Regions from separate parts of the Mus musculus genome. Here region 1 is linked to region 2. Evidence: chromatin contacts called from public HiChIP or PLAC-seq data. All regions are on one chromosome and are shown on one strand. Each heading gives the region's core, a stretch centred on a gene start, on an enhancer-like site or on the middle of the called end of the contact. The rest is flanking DNA. Distances are from core to core; before and after follow the strand shown.

Evidence for each region. HiChIP or PLAC-seq counts read pairs in DNA pulled down with a chosen protein or histone mark.
Region 1: a contact with region 2 is called in a CTCF HiChIP or PLAC-seq map of the NIH/3T3 cell line, with 17 read pairs. The contact joins two enhancer-like sites. A contact is called at or near these places in 6 of 39 promoter capture datasets (the 3T3-L1 cell line, embryonic stem cells, liver and 2 more), 1 of 15 datasets of contacts at CTCF or cohesin (the NIH/3T3 cell line), 7 of 484 Hi-C or Micro-C datasets (the HL-1 cell line, embryonic fibroblasts, liver and 3 more), 7 of 115 datasets of contacts at active chromatin or transcription factors (cardiomyocytes, fibro-adipogenic progenitors, forebrain and 3 more) and 3 of 9 other capture datasets (adipose tissue, liver and pancreatic islet).

The regions. Positions count from the first base shown.
Region 1 is chr10:86,308,927-86,312,357 of GRCm38.p6, reverse strand. The region is part of intron 6 of Syn3 (synapsin III); the gene reads left to right. The region is part of intron 1 of Timp3 (tissue inhibitor of metalloproteinase 3); the gene reads right to left. Among named protein-coding and RNA genes, the nearest start is that of Timp3, 10 kb to the right of the region's middle. Within about 2 kb of position 1,632, at least 92 of the 459 cell types and tissues checked have an H3K27ac peak or open chromatin away from gene starts, as enhancers often do. A contact at or near this core is called in the HL-1 cell line, the NIH/3T3 cell line, embryonic fibroblasts and 1 more, where this site is marked.
Region 2 is chr10:86,171,803-86,175,347 of GRCm38.p6, reverse strand. All of the region lies in intron 6 of Syn3 (synapsin III), which reads left to right. The region is part of intron 2 of Gm35636 (a long non-coding RNA gene); the gene reads right to left. Among named protein-coding and RNA genes, the nearest start is that of Gm35636, 12 kb to the right of the region's middle. Within about 2 kb of position 1,792, at least 33 of the 459 cell types and tissues checked have an H3K27ac peak or open chromatin away from gene starts, as enhancers often do. A contact at or near this core is called in the HL-1 cell line, the NIH/3T3 cell line, embryonic fibroblasts and 1 more, where this site is marked.

The sequences.
Region 1 (3,431 bases), core at 383-2,882, 140 kb before region 2:
AGCAAAAAATGCATCCCCATCTTTCCCACACCCTGCAGGCAAGCTGCTAAATACGGAGGGTAGTGAGAAAAGATGCCTCATATTCAAACGGGATTTTGGCTTGTACTCTCCTTAGCGGCATGACATGGCAGCCCTTAACAATGGGTGGATGGTAGGATAACTGGAATGCAGCCGCATATAACTGACATGCACTGACTGTGAAAACACACAATGCATTTTAAAACCTTCACTGCAAAACTGGAAAAATGTCAAAAGTAATTTAAAATTGATTACATGGCAAAATGATCATACTTTGAATACATTAGTTAAGCATAGCGTTAACTTAGCATTAGTTACGTATGGCATTAACTTAGCATTAGTTAAGTATAGCATTAACTCTTGCTTGTTCCTTTTATAAAGTGACCACTATGAGAAAATTTTTAACGGAGTGGGAGGTTCCCCGTGCTCCTTCCTCGGATGGTGCAGGACGAGGAGTTCTTCCTGCTTGGGAACTTCTCACAGTGAGACTCAAAGGAATGTGAACTATTTAGGGTTAAATTTTAAAACAAAATAGGAAGTCAGGTGAGGCATTAAGTTTTAGGAGTGTGTGGCATCTCCAGCCTGGATATGTAAAACCTGTTAATCTGCCAAACCATCCCTTGGTGTTCTTTACCACCTCAGCACCTGAGCTCCAATGGTCACTGTGGTTTTCATCCATCCTGTGTGTGTGTCTGTGTGTGTGTGACTGTGTGTACCTGCATGTGAATGTGTGTATGTGTGTGGGTCTGTATGTGTCTGTATGTGTGTGGAGGGCTGTATGTATATGTGTGTGTATGTGTGTTTGTGTATATGTGCCTGTGTGTATATGTATGTGTATATGTGTGTGTGAATGTGTGTTTGTGTGTGTATGTTGTGTATATGTATGTGTATGTGTGTATATGTGTGTGTTTGTATATGTATGTCTGCATATGTGTATGTATATTTGTGTGTTTGTGTGTGTTTGTGTGTGTATGTATATGTATGTGTGTATATGCATGTATGTGTATTTGTGCATTTGTGTGTGTGTGTGTGTGTGTGTGTGTGTGTGTGTGTGTGTGTGTGTGTTTGAAGGCCAAAAGTAAATGTTGGATATCTTCCTCATTCGCTCCCTACCTTATTTTTTGAGACAAGTTCTCTTACTCAACCTGGAACTCAGAGGTTAGTCTACACTGGCTGATCAGCAAGCCTTGGACATTCTTTTGTACTCTGCATCAGGTCTACGGTTTTAGAATCAGACCATAATACCGTTTTTTGTTTGTTTGTTTTTAATGTGGGTGCTGGAATCTGTGCTTTCAAGCACTTTTCTGACTGAGCCATTTCCCAGCCTCTTTCGCTGTGTTTTCCAAGTTGATCACTGCTCTTTAATACAGCAGCTGTTTCTCACTGAGCTGCATGGCAAAACCTGATACTATCTCTTTTTCCCACCACTCCCAAGCTGAGGACACTGCTGCCTAGAAGGACTGGATGCTGCCTTTTTCAAACATCCCCTCATTCATTCACAATGACTTTACTATGTGCACACTAACATCAGACCAGTGAGTAAGACCCAGTTCCCATATAAGGGAGGCAATAAGACTATGTCGTAATCACGAGGGTTGGTATTTACCAAGCCCTTACTACAGGCTAAGCAGCGAGCCAAGACGGCTGTTTCCATGATCTCAGTGAATTCCCTCCACAGCCCTGTGAAGCGAACGGTCTTCTTATACATGCAGGGTAACAGAGAGGAAAAGCAAGAATGAGATAGGCTGGCTTGCCCAAGACATGTAACCAGCAAGTAATAAAGTCAAGATCTGAGGCAAGCTGGTTAACATCACAACCTGTATTCTTCACCAGCTCAGAAACTGGGAAGGACATGGTACCAAGAATGTAGGCTGTGAGGAAATCATTTTGCTTCAAAAGAGCCACTGGCCATATTCATTCTGAGATCTGAGGACTTAAAGGTTACTCAAGAGGTCACCAGATACAAGGTCACAAGAAACCTGTAACCTACACAGCTGAATCAGTGTATGCTTGTGTGTGTGTGTGTGTGTGTGTGTGTGTGTGTGTGTGTGTGTGTGTGTGTGTGATTTTACATTGTAGTAACACTTAAAAACTAAAGTTTCACCCTAGCACGTTGGGGTTTCCAGCTTATTATAAGAACCTAAACATCTGGCCACACTGTCCCCTTACCAAAGGACATGGATTTTCCAGTTCATCACAGTTGCCACCAGTTCTATTGCCTCCCTGATATCAAGGAGAAGAGGAGGTACTCAAAGCCACCACGTAGATATTTGGGGACAAATGTGGCAAACAAGAGACTGGAGACCCTTATATGTTTAGCTGATAGTAGTAATAGTCTCACGTGCTTGATATTACAATAACCCTCCCTTTCTGGCTAGACAATGTCAGCATCAGATTTGTGCCCTGAACTAATTAATTACAAAGAAACCCAAGCTGGAAGATAATGAGTCAAAGGGGATCTGGAGCCCACAGCCACCTGCCCACAAGAGGCATAGTCCCCATCATGTCTATCTATCCAGATCTGTATCCCAGGCAGCCCTTTGGGTGTTGAGCTTCTCACAAATCTCAGGCCTTTGGGTGTCTGTTTGTCCTTATTGGAGAGGAAAGTGGAGTGGGCTTGCTCAGTGATCACATGTTTGACCTGAAACTTCCAGACTTTCTCTCTTGGAGTAAACAGACTCGTATGAAATAATATCACTTTTAATTAGAGGTCTACATCTAAGCTGGTCTTCCAGTGGGAAAGTCTTTTCTGCAGCTTAGAAGGCTTCCTACCAAACTGTCCAGCAGTCAGTGACAGACCCTGAAGCGACCTTGATTCCGAATTCTGGCCTTAAGCTAAGTCTGCAAGGCTGCTGTCTACAGGTAAACCAGATGTGATCCAACAGGAAGTCCGGTGGTCCCATAGATCATTGAGCTCAGCTCATTAGATGTGTTTGGGTAGAATCCTCACTATGTTCACAGCCACAGAGATCCTGATCTGATCTTAGCAGGCCATATTTCTAATGAAGCTTCCTTCAAAGAGTGTTATTGGCGGCACTAGGTGTTCCATCCTGAGCTCTGCTAGATAGCCCTCCCCAAGGAAACCTGACCCAGAATACTGACCCATCGTAATAAGTAACATCCATGCACAAAAGAGTAGACACACACAGTCAGTCCTTCACTTGTCCAGATGAGAGATCAATTCCTGGGGAGGATCATACCACCAAGGTAATTCCAGAGTCAGATGATAAACTTGAGGCAGACCTCAGATCTCATAACTGGAGACCAGTGATCTCGTCACATCAACACACAGGAAGCACGGGCTCTCTAGTCCCAAGCTGGGTGGAGACAGGAGGAACTGATTTGTTATCCAAGTTTAATATCACCAGCTTCTAGAACACTCCCTTCAGCTACTCTAGTATCTCCACTTCTTT
Region 2 (3,545 bases), core at 543-3,042:
CACCATGCTGTCCACCATGCATGAGCAACCTAAAATCCTCAGCCAGCACCTGACGACTCCTTCAGATACATGATCCTTCCATATCTTCCCCTGTTACTACCTGTGTCTTTGGTTGGAAAGAGAAATCTAGAGTTTTCTTATTAGGATTTTTTAAAATGACTTGCCCCCATGCTTTCTTTTTATCTTATATGTGTGCTTTTGATACTCAGTTCTGATGTTTGCTTTTTAATTGTAAATCATGATGAAACGTCATCAGATAACATGGCATGGACTCTTTGTCTGACATTTGCCATTGCTATAAAATTCTAGAGCCTAAGGGAATCCTCTTAACCTCCTTTCATTTTCTTGTTTCCAAAAGAAAGGGAATAAAATGTGTCTGGATTGCAGGGGTGGTGGGGAAATGGATGGAAAGGCAATATGATAACAGATGATTTCTAAGGGCCTGGCTAAAGGAAATCAGAAACTGTTTTGTACTGGTTGCACGGAAAACTCTTATGTCATTCTGAGAAAGGATAACATGTGTGTGTGTGTGTCTGTGTGTGTGTGTGTGTGTCTGTGTTTGTGTGTGTGTGTCTGTGTGCATGTCTGTACATATTTGTCTGTGTGTCTGTGTGTCTCTGTGTGTGGTGTGTATGTGTGTGTGTGTGTGTGTGTGCACATGACTTTGAGTGTGTGTGTCTGTCTTCTGTCTCTCTGGGTCTGTGTGTGTCTGTGTGTGTTTGTCTCTGTGTGTGTCTGTGTGTCTCTGTGTGTATGTGGTGTGTGTGTGTGCACATGTCTGTGAGTGTGTGTGTGTGTGTGTGTGTGTGTGTGTGTGTGTGGTAAGTTCAGAGAGCAAGGCACCCACAGAGGGAATTGCTTCAATATTGCCTCAGGAGCCTGGAGAAAAGACAAGCAAACCCTACTATAGGGTTGGCTTCTGAGAATCAAGCTCTTGTCCAGCATGGGCATTTTTAAACTGAAAATTTAGGAAATCGTATTTCTATGCCATCTAACCTGGGCAGAATCCCACCTTAGTGGAGACAACAGGGTGCCATGTTACAACAGACAGGGTTCTGGGGTGCTCTGGTCTGACTTCCTCCCTGCTAATAAGTAGGGTATGCCTCTAACTAAGTGTCTCCTCCCTCGTGGACTTATTTCTCAAATGTAAAATGAAGAGTTCTTGACGAGAAAGTCTCTGATGTAACTTCCTGCTCTGAGGTTCTGTCCATGTGCAAGAGATTTTTATGGTACGAATTCCGTCAGCCAGAGACTCTGCTTCTCAGACGTGAGTGGTTTTTCCCTCCACCCACTCAACAAGCACAACCTTTAGTCAAACCAGATTTGGGTATAAATTTCATTTACTTCTTGTTTGCATTGACAATTACATAATGCCTCAAAACTAAGCTCCCATGTTGTGGGATAATTAAAGCATAACAATTAGTCACTTGCTGGGAAGGTGTTCACATTCTGGACTCAGGCCCCTGGAAGGGCTGAAGCATGTATGGATCATGGGACAAAGACTGGGCATCTCTGTGCTTGACTTCGTAACTTCGAGGGATCTTTAAGTACCTGAGCTCTGACAAAGTCTATCCCCAAGCTGTGTGGCAATCCGATGATTATCTCTTTTGCATTGAGTTTGTGTAGGAGGAGGAGGTAGATACCAGAGGCCAGTTACCAAACAGACCCAACTGAATCTTCTTGATGACTACATGTATAGTAGATCAATTCCCCCTGTCATTATACAGCAGAGTCAAGATTCCAACCAGTTGTCTGGAATCTCAGTGTGCGTGCATTAATCCTTGACAATGTCTATGACTAATGCAGTAACCATGCAGTCTGATGAGCTGTACCCCCACTTCAGCACTATGAACACTTAGGGTAATTCTTTGGTGTTTCAGTGGTCATATCATTGGGTGTTTAGAAACATCCCTGGCCTCGTTCCATGATACGTCATTAGCCATTTCTTAAGACATTTCTCAAGGCATTGACAAATGTCATAGGTGAGTGGCATGGACGGAATCCAGCCAGAAGAGGCTGTTGTGTCTATAGTACCTTCCAAGGAGGCATTTTGAAGAGTAGAAGTGGTATCATTTAGGCAGTGACCATCCTCACTCAAAGTGTTTTCCTCCAGCCACCCAAGAAGCTCCCATAATGCTGGAGGGGCTGAGCTGAAGAAGCCAGCTCCACCCGGTCTTTCAGTCATCACTACTGGACCGAAGCTGAAATGAGGATGGTGACAAGGACAATAGGATGGTGATCTGGTGTCACTTGGGGGACTTACAGACCTCTTAGGACACAAAGAAAAACTTTTGGCCCTTCTCAGGTTTTTGGTAATTATCAGTTGGCTCCTCTTCTCTTGAATATTCTGCCATTAGGTCCCTTGTTCGGATGGTTACTCACCCTGCACATCACTGATGGCAGGTGCATCTGCTTCTTATACCCCCAACACAGAGGCTCTTCTACCAAAGGTGATGTGTTTTACCCACTCAGTGCCTCTAGGGAGATGCTGGGAAGGGAATCTCACTTTAGAATGCAGTCATCTTGTTGGCTTTTCCTGTTTTCCCATTTCTTGTCCTTATCCCTCTTGATATTGGCCATGACCCTGGCTTCTTTTCCATGGACACCCATGAAGGCTTGGATCCAGATGACGCTAAGTCTTCAGGAACTCACCTTTATTTCCATCATGAGCCAAAGCATTTTCCCCACTAAGGCTTCCCTCTCTAAGCAAGGCCACTAAAGGAGCTCCCTTAAGGTAGTAATGTGAGATGTGTACCAGAAAACAGTATGAGTGCTCTGGTTTAGATATAGATGGAGTGCCCTCCAGGATTGCAGTGTTAAAATTTCATCCCCACTGCCAATTGTTTTGAGAACAGAAACTTAATCAATTTTGGTAAGAGATGAGGCCTTTGGGAAGAGATTGGACTTTGGCAAAGTTATCATAATGGAGTTCTGGTGATTTTGAAAGAACAGAGCAAGATAGAGAAATATACATGCCTCTGTCTCTTGGCATAGTGTCCTGTGGCACAGCAGGATACATCTAGCAAGAAGACTATCACCACATGCAGCACCTCACTCTTGGACCAGAATTATGAAGCAAGATGAACCTGTTTTCTTTAAAAGGGTTTCATTGTAGCAGTGCAAATCAAACTAGAATGCTAATACTTGTGGTGGTAGTTTAGCCTCTCTCTTAAATGTTTGGCAGTGGCCTCTGTGCTTGATATAGATCATCTCATGTAATAATAAATCCCAGTCAGTCCAATGATACTTAGTAAAACATATAGCACAGTAATCCGGAATATTCTGAGTCAAAGGCACAGCTTACATCTTTCTATATACCTCTGTTTTCTCCTTCATTGGCATAATAGAGATCACAAGAATGGCTACCCTTAAAGTCATGGTGAGAACTGAGTCAATAAAGATGGATGGTGTTTGAAAGAGTGTCTGGCCCCTTAGCATATGTTCAATAAGTGATGGACTGTTGTCACAACCATTGAGGATAAATAGAGGGGTTTTAGACTGAGGCAGCCTTAGACAGGGACAACTCACACAGAGAATAGGGTGGG